Regions from separate parts of the Sus scrofa genome. Here all the other regions are linked to region 3. A link is a contact called in public HiChIP or PLAC-seq data. All regions are on one chromosome and are shown on one strand. Each heading gives the region's core, a stretch centred on a gene start, on an enhancer-like site or on the middle of the called end of the contact. The rest is flanking DNA. Distances are from core to core; before and after follow the strand shown. Region 1 holds the start of RPS6KB2 (ribosomal protein S6 kinase beta-2). Region 2 holds the start of TMEM134 (transmembrane protein 134). Region 3 holds the start of POLD4 (DNA polymerase delta subunit 4).

Evidence for each region. HiChIP or PLAC-seq counts read pairs in DNA pulled down with a chosen protein or histone mark.
Region 1: a contact with region 3 is called in an H3K27ac HiChIP or PLAC-seq map of alveolar macrophages. The contact joins the promoter of RPS6KB2 here to the promoter of POLD4 in region 3. A contact is called at or near these places in 2 of 47 Hi-C or Micro-C datasets (embryonic fibroblasts and liver) and 2 of 2 datasets of contacts at active chromatin or transcription factors (alveolar macrophages and skeletal muscle).
Region 2: a contact with region 3 is called in an H3K27ac HiChIP or PLAC-seq map of alveolar macrophages. The contact joins the promoter of TMEM134 here to the promoter of POLD4 in region 3. A contact is called at or near these places in 4 of 5 promoter capture datasets (fetal liver, fetal skeletal muscle and liver), 15 of 47 Hi-C or Micro-C datasets (alveolar macrophages, blood, brain and 9 more) and 2 of 2 datasets of contacts at active chromatin or transcription factors (alveolar macrophages and skeletal muscle).

Annotation. Positions count from the first base shown.
Region 1 is chr2:5,094,182-5,097,047 of Sscrofa11.1, reverse strand. It overlaps RPS6KB2 (ribosomal protein S6 kinase beta-2), which reads left to right and starts at 1,457. Exons shown (of 15, transcript XM_003122462.4): 1 at 1,457-1,631; 2 at 1,978-2,018; 3 at 2,114-2,234; 4 at 2,500-2,568. The coding sequence starts at 1,554.
Region 2 is chr2:5,055,877-5,058,576 of Sscrofa11.1, reverse strand. It overlaps TMEM134 (transmembrane protein 134), which reads right to left and starts at 1,324. Exons shown (of 7, transcript XM_021082746.1): 1 at 1,043-1,324; 2 at 21-85. The coding sequence starts at 1,216.
Region 3 is chr2:5,159,652-5,162,351 of Sscrofa11.1, reverse strand. It overlaps POLD4 (DNA polymerase delta subunit 4), which reads right to left and starts at 1,446. Exons shown (of 4, transcript XM_005660637.3): 1 at 1,106-1,446; 2 at 789-884; 3 at 465-576; 4 at 1-117. The coding sequence starts at 1,418. The coding sequence ends at 93. All of the region lies in intron 2 of LOC110259234, which reads left to right.

The DNA of each region.
Region 1 (2,866 bases), core at 208-2,707, 65 kb after region 3:
CACCAAGCCAAACTTAAGGGTTTCCTGAGGGTGGCATTACAACCAGGGGGCCACACCCAGCCGGGCAGTCCTCCTCCAGCTTGGGACCCTGAATTCTGAGTTCACGTCTAGCCTCCCTTGTCCAACTGGAATGCACATTCAGACAGCTTCCAAAATTCAGAACTCATCCAAGGCCTGGTCTGGCCCAATTCACAACCCCAGAACTCCACCCGACAAGAATCCATGCCTGAGGGAGTTCCTGTCGTGGCTCAGAATCAAATCTGACTAGTATCCGTATGGAAGCAGGTTCGATCCATGAGGAAGCGGGTGTGATCCCTGGCCTCGCTTAGTGGGTTAAGGATCTGACGTTGCCATGAGCTGTGGTGTAGGGCACACGTGTTTCAGATCCCATGTTGCTGTGGCTGTGACAGAGGCTGGCAGCTACAGCTCCTATTCAACCCCATAGCCTGGGAACCTCCATATGCTGCAGGAGCAGCCCTAACAAGCCAAAAAAAAAAAAAAAAAAAAAAGAAAGAAAGAAAGAAAAAGAATCCATGCCCAAATTTATTTTATTTATTTATTTTTTTGTCTTTTAAGGGCCACACCTGTGGCATATGGATGTTCCCAGGCTAAGGGTCTAATTGGAGCTGTTGCTGCCGGTCTACACACAGCCACAGCCATGCCAGAGCTGAGCCCCTTCTGCGACGTACACCACAGCTCAAAGGCAACGCCAGATCCTTAACCCACTGAGCGAGGCCACGGATCGAACCCACCACCTCATGGTTCCGCTGCGCCAAGACAGAACTCCCCGTGCCCAGGTTTAAACTTACAGACCAGATGTGGTGTGTTCACCCACTCACTGTAGTGAAGTTTTACTAAGCAACTATTCTGTACCGGGTAGCGGGATCACTAAATGTGCTGAAATTGGCAAAGAAGCAAACTCCAACACAAGCCCATGTTTACGGGTGGATCTACGAGATCCAAACCCTTTCCGGCAGGAATGTGGCAACAAAGCCCAGCAGTAAGCTGAGCACAGAGCAGTAAAAGCTCTGACCTGCAGGTCCTTGAGCTGGGAGGCACGTTAGGGAGACGTGATGCAAAGGTCGGCTCCCTTTCAGGGACCAACAGAGAGATATATTCGACCTGCCTCTCGCCACCGAGACAGCCTGGTAACGCAGGGTTCCAACAGAGCTGGGAATTGCACTTACACGCACACCTGCTTGCACTTCCGACTCTGCATAATCCAAACTCAAACTCTCCCTGGAGCCAAGATGGTCGCCCTCCAGGAGGCCCTAGTCGGGTGTTGCCCCAGGGGAGCTGTATTGGGAAGACTGAAGGGTCCTCGGGAAAGGGTTGTGCGGGCTTTGGCATCCCGGCACCCTGGAACTACCATTCCCGAGATGCCTTGCGACGGACGCCATCTTTTGCCCCGCAGGCGGGAGGGAGGGATGGCCTCCTGCGTCCCCGGCGCGCGAGGCCTCCGTCGCGGAGCGATGACGTAAGGGCTTCGGCCCCGGCCTGTCAGTCAGAGTGGCTAGGTACTAGCAGAGGGGCTCCGCCGGGCCCGCGCAGGTATGGCGGCGGTGTTTGACCTGGACCTGGAGACGGAGGAAGGCAGCGAGGGCGAAGGCGAGCCAGAGTTCAGCCCGGCGGTGAGTGACGCGCGGGCGCGGCTCGATCCCGGCCCGATCCCTTCACCCAGGCGGTGGGATACCTCGGGTTCCCTCGACCCAGAGGGGGCTCGGCTCCAGCAGACCTCGGTCTGTCTCAGATCCCAGGCACTGTTAAGCTCTGACCCTACTCTCACCCCGACCTGTCTGGCAGGACTCCAGCCCTGTCCCTGAGTCTCCCTTTCCTGCCCTCGCCTCTGCTCCCCAGTCCTGACCCATCGGATGCCAGCTCCCAGTCCTGACCCCTCCTCTCCTGGGCCAAGCAGTCCAGCCTCGGGGGGAGGGGGCCTGGCACCTCCCTTGGCTCTTACCCCTCGGTTTCTCACAGGATGCGTGTCCCCTTGCCGAGTCGAGGGCGGCTGGCCTGGAGTGAGTGAGGGTCGTGCTGGGGGAGGAGGGAATGGGCTGGGGAAAGGGACTTTAGGAGCACTGGAGCTCCCCCCATTGACTTCTTGTGTCCACAGGCCTGTGGGACACTATGAGGAGGTGGAGCTGACAGAAACCAGTGTAAACCCGGGCCCTGAGCGCATTGGGCCCCACTGCTTTGAGCTGCTGCGCGTGCTGGGCAAGGGCAACTACGGCAAGGTACTGGCCCTCCTTCCTCAGTGTTGCTGGAGCAAAGGGTCTCAAAACAAATTAGACTTCTAAAGCATCAGAGCCTGTGCTTGAACTCAGAGGTAAACAGGTCAAGGAGGGAAGAGTAAATCCTCTCCAATCAGGACTTCGGATCTTTACTGCCCCACCCTTGGGTGGGCCTAGGCCTCTGGTCCCAGTGCCAGAGCTTCGGGGTGGTGCTTTTGGAAGATAGGATGTGGAGAGGGAGGTTGATCCTGTCTCCCCTGCCCTGCAGGTGTTCCAGGTGAGAAAGGTGCAGGGCACCAACCTGGGCAAAATCTATGCCATGAAAGTCTTGAGGAAGGTGAGTCATTTCTTCAGCCCACAGAGCCTCACTGAGTGGCTGTCATTCCCAGTGCGCTCCGTGAACCCGGGGAGGAGATGGTTTTGCAGTAATTCTCAACCATGGACAACACTGCCTGCCTCCCAGGGACATCTGGCAATGTCTGTGTACATCTCAGAGTCATGAATAGAGAGGATGCTACTGGCATCCAGTGGGTAGAGGCCAGGAATTCTGCTAAATATCCTACAGTGCAGAAGATAGGAGTTCCCACCCTGGTGGCCTAGTGGGGTTAAGGATTGTCACCGCTGTGGCATGGGTT
Region 2 (2,700 bases), core at 75-2,574, 100 kb after region 3:
GGTCCCCACCTGGCCCTGACCTGGTGCTGACTCCCCCATCCGGCTCCGGAGAGGCTTGGGCTCCATCCTCATCGTTCTCCAGGTTCTATTTCAGAACACAGGGCCCAGTGGGGTTACGAGGTTCAGGCCTTTCCTCACACCCCTCTGGTGAAGAAGGAAGCCAGCCCACACAGCTGTTTGCCTGGCCGCTTGACAGCTACTCCCTCCGCCCTGCCCTCCCCAGAGAAGAACAACGGGTTTGATGATTCACAGAAACTGAAACCCTGGTAGCAGGTGGGTGCTGGGGGTTTGGCAGGGAGGAGCCCGCAGGGGCTGGTGGAGGGCTCCCAGCATGGGTCCCAGGGCCCAGTGATCTCCCAAGCTTGTGAGTCACGGTGGAGATGTCAGGATGGTATTTCAGGGGTGCAGTATGGCTGCTCTGGATGTGGGGTGCCAGGGCAGGACAAGCCAAAAGTTTCCAGATTTGTGGCACAGCAATCTGGTCCAGGTTTCCAAGAAAAGCATTCTAGAGCTGGTGGAGAGTCTCTGGGAAAACGGGCATTTCCAGTTTAGCGGGAGGCAAGGCATCCGCCAGGACTCATCATGTGAGTGGGGGCCTCGGCTCTGGAGGAGAGGAAGGCACGGGGACTTTCAGAACAGAAGAGGGGGTGCTGGCTCCCTAGATTATCTGGCCTGGGGCTCAGGGGACTGCTCCTGAGTATAGACAAGGTTTGGTTCTGGTACAGAAGAGCTTCCAGTCCTGTAGGGTAAGGGGAGGGAGCGTCAGTACCCAGGATCGGTGGGGCATCCAGGATGGGATCTCTAGCTCGGGGTGGGGTATCAGCTCCCGAATCTGAGTTCTGGGCTCTCCAGTGGTGGCCGGGCACTGAAATCATAGCTACGAAAGTTTGGGCAGGGATCTGGATCAGTGGCCACGTCCGGGAGGCGATCTCCCACTCCGGCTGAGGCCTCTAATCAGATCCTCCCGAGTTGGGATTCTCCGGGGGCCGGCCTGGGGTCCGCCCAGACCCAGGTGTGGGGTGAGGTGGGCCGGGCCCTTCACCTGGTAGCGCAGGCGGGACTGCTTGTCCTCCTCGGCCACCTCGAACCGGGCCCGGCGCTCGAAGTGCAGCGGCCCGAAGCGGGCGACTCCGCCGGACTCGGGGCCGGGGCCCGCGTCCTCCAGGGACAGTTCGAAGGCGTCATCGATGCAGAACTGGGGCCGGGCGGCGCTCATGGCCCCAGCCCGCTCAGGCGCCCAGCGCCGTCGCCATCTGCTCCCGCCGGCCCCGCGTCGCCCAGGCCCCGCCCCCGCGCGCAGACCCCGCCCCGTGCTGTCGTCTAGGTTGCCCGACGGTCCGGCGCCCTGGCCGAGGCCCCGCCCTTCCATAACGGCCCCGCCCTCGGCAGGCTAGAGCTGCCGAGCGCCGAGCTGACTAGTGCGCAGGGCTGCCTCTCGTCCGGACTGGACTCGAGCTGGACTCGCGGCGCCGCCCAGCGGCCGCCTAGGCGAGCGACCGAGGATACGGCTCGGACGCAATCCTGGGCCTGTACGCGGGGCTTGGATGGGCTGCTACGCTCCAGCCTTCCGCATCCCAGCTCGCTCCTCGAGTGCCAAGGCGACTCTTAGGAACGGTTCCCCCACACTTACTCACCATGGCCCTGCTCCGGGGATGATTCTCGCCGCCGTACAGATGTAGCTTGTACTCTCCTCCAATATAGTTTCCACGCAGCAGCAGCTAAAGTGCTCTTTTAGACATAATGGATCCTTAGTTAGTCTTAAATAAAACTTTTTTTTTTTATTTTTTAAAGCATGCTGCCAAGTCACTCCTCTGCATAAAACCATCCCTTGGTTTTTCACTGTGGTTAGAATAGTATCTGAACTCTTGGAGGTCCCATTGTGGCACAGAGGAAAGGAAGCCGACTAGGAACCATGAGGTTGAAGTTCGCTCCCTGGCATCGCTCAGTGGTTTAAGGATCCAGTGTTGCCGTGATCTGTGGTGTAGGTTGCAGACGCAGGTTGGATCTGGTGTGGCTGTGACTGTGGCATAGGCTAGCAGTTACAGCTCAGATTCGACCCCTAGCCTGGGAACCTCCATATACCCTGGGTGTGGCCCTAAAAAGCAAAAATAAAGTCAGTTTCACGGAGTTCCCTTTGTGGTTCAGCAGTTAAACGGACTAGTAGCCATGAGGACTCAGGTTCAATCCCTGGCCTCACTTAGTGGGTTAAGGACCTGGTGAGCTGTGGTGTAGCTCGCATATGTGACTGGGACTGGTGTGGCTGTGGCTGTGGCTGTGGCCGGCAGCTACAGCTCCAGTTTGACCCCTAGCTTGGGAACTTCCACATGCTGTGGGTACAACCCTAAAAAGACAAAAAAGTAAATAAAGTCAACTTCATATCACACAGCACTTACCAGAAATTTATTTTATTTTTGTTTTTAGGGCTGTACCTGTGGCATATGGAAGTTCCCAGGCTAGGAGTGGAATCAGAGCCGCAGCTGCCAGGCTATACCACGGCCACAGCAACGCTGAATCCAGCTGCATCTGTGACCTACACCATAGGTTGCAGCAATACTGGGTCCCTAACCCACTGAGGCAGGCCAGGGATATAACCCATATTCTCATGGATACTAGTCGGGTTCTTAACCTACTGAACCACAACGGGAACTCCAAAATTAGCTGATTTTACACTGTCTTATTACTGGATCTGCCACACTCAGA
Region 3 (2,700 bases), core at 197-2,696:
ACTTCACAGCAGAGCTGAGCCAAGGGGCAGCAACTGGCACTGGCTTACGTCCTTAGGTTCTCAAGTAGCAGGCAGAGGTCTTAGGTGATGCTTCAAAGGGGGTAGAAGTGCCAGAGGCTGTGCCGGGGATGTGGGTGGAGGGAGAAACCAGAATCACTTAAGTCTCTTGATCTCATCTCACCAGCCCGGTCCTTGGCCAACCCCTCAGCACTAAAGAGTCCCTTGGGCCCTAGGAGAACCCCTCCTCCACCATTAGCTCAGAGATAAGAATTATTAAAGCGAGCTTCTGCTTCCTGAGCCATGCAACTTGTAGAACCTTCTCTCCTGCCCAGCAAGGACCTCCAAGGTTTCCCCTATTTCTCCCTCAGGTCAGAATAGCTCCCATCATGGGAGAGGGGTGCAGGCTGGTGGCGTCTGGAGAAGTCCCTGGCTCCCCTGAAAGCCCTCCCAAGCCTGTCTCTGACCTGCACTGGAAGCGGGGATCCCCGGGGTGAGTCTGCAGCACCTGGCGCACTTCTGGCGGTGGCGCCAGGCCCATCTGCTCTGCCCGATGCCAGCGCTGCAGCCGTGTGATCCCTGCCGGGTGTAGAGAAGACAGTGGGGGCTCGTGGGGAGCAGAAAAGAGTCCCTGCTAGAGGATGTGTGTGGAGGGGTGTGTCGGGACCTCCACACCCCCAGTCTCTGGAGACAGTGCCCAGAGGGTCAGGCAGGGGCTGGGGCTGCTTGAGACACGTGTGGGTGGCTGGACTGGCTCCAGAATGTGCTCTCCGGGCTTGAGGGACTCTCACCTGTGCAGGGCCCATACTGCCAGGCCAGGTCAAACTGCCTCAGCAGCTCCAGCTCCGCTTCATCCACGCTCGGGGGCGGGGGCTCGGGCTCTTCCTCTGCAATGACATGCCACTCCTCAGGCCTGCCCAGGCTTGTCCCCTGCCCCTCACCTCACAGCTGACCCACTGTTCCCCAGCCCTCACCACCCCTCTGCCTCTGCTGTCCGCTGCCAGGCCTGATGTAGGACACAGAGGACACACTTCACTTCCCCGGCCATTGCCCACGTCCTCTCAGGTCCCTCGCACCCATCCTCCCACCCCCCCCACACCTCAGAGACCTAGCTTCAGTGCCAGCTCCCCCTTGCTGTGCCCAGCGGGGCCCTCCCTCCTCTTCACTACTGGGTAGGAGTCAGTGATGAGCCGCTTCCGGCCCATGGCGGCCACCCAGGCAGGCGGAGAAGGAGGCGACTGCGGGGAAGAAGAGACAGGCCAGCGGGCACGAAAGAGACAGCTGCTGAGAGAGGGAGAGAGGGCTGGGGCCAGAGAGCGAGCCTGGGGCCAGCGACGGGTGGGCAGACAGATGACCCAGACCGGCAGAAAGGAAGTCCGAGGGTTCCAGGAATGACGCCTCTCCCCCACCCCCACAAGCATGCAAACAGCAAGGACCTCAGCCAATGGCAGGCCGCCTCGGCGGGGCGGGGCCTGGCTCCAGCCAATGGCGGGTGGCGCGGGCAGAGGGGGCGGGGCACCTGATGCAGCTGTGTTCTGGGGGGAGCAGGGGTGAGGCCGGGGTGGGGGACCTGTCACGACGCCCCAGACAGCACCACCTCCCCCTGCCCCACCCCCCCACTGGTCTGCAGTGGGTCTCGGGGGACTAACCGAGCGTTATCCTCAGCCTCTCACTTCCCGTTTTCCCTTCCTAGGCAAATGTTCTTTCAGCCTCGCTAATCCCCGTGGCCGGTTTGTAACTCCCCAGACTTCCACTCCCGCCCCTTGGCCCGCAGTGCGTTGTGGGGGCAGGTCTGGAGGTCCGGAGAGAGTCTGGGCTAATCCAGACCCCTTCCCTGCTCCCACCCCTCCCCCAACCGGCCCCTGGAGACCTGGCTGGAGAAGCCCGGGGGTTCTGAAATCTCCTTTCTCACGGTTGGCACCCAAGGACACTGCCCACACTTGGTCTAGGCAAGTGCTCTCTCTCCTGGGGTCCCACAGCCTGCCTCTGCCCACCCTCCTTGTCAGCAAGATTCCACACTGCTCAGGAGGCCAGATGTGTTTGGATTCCCAGTCCTTCATCAGTAAACTCTTTCCCAGTGTGAGAGTAGGAGCAGAAAATACCAGCAGTGAACCTGACACTTATGTGGCTCTTACAGTGTGCCGGGTGCTGTTCTAGGCACTTTCCCACTTAGTCACGCAACAAAAACAAACAGGAATGGTTCTTGAAAGTAGGAAGTGCTGATAGCCACAGGCATTATGGGGCCCCAGTGAAACCCCAGGAGCTCACAGGCTAAAGGGCAAGCAGATGGACTTACAGATCACAGTGCAAAGATAAAAGTCCTAACACACAGGTGAAGGGGGAAGGGTGGGTCAGAAATAAGTTGGCCCACAAGTCGGCTTAGCCCTGGAAGACCTCCTGGAGGAGGTGGGCTGCTGTGAACAGTATCTCTCAATTCTCCATCCATGACCTTTGTCCCTTGGGTTCCTCTCCTCGCTGACTCACCCCTAAACCCGCCTCCTCCTCGCCAACTTCCTGGCAGCAGGCAAAAGTGCTGGCCAGTGGGAGCCTGGGAATCAGAGCAGGGACCGGGCCAGCTCGACCTGCCCTCTCAAGAGCCCATCCACTCTTCCTTGCAGGGGTGCAGGGGCTGCCCAGAGGCTTCTGCCTTCACTGTCTCCCACTGCTCTGGGGTCTGGGGCTCTGCCTGCGCAGGAGAGGGAG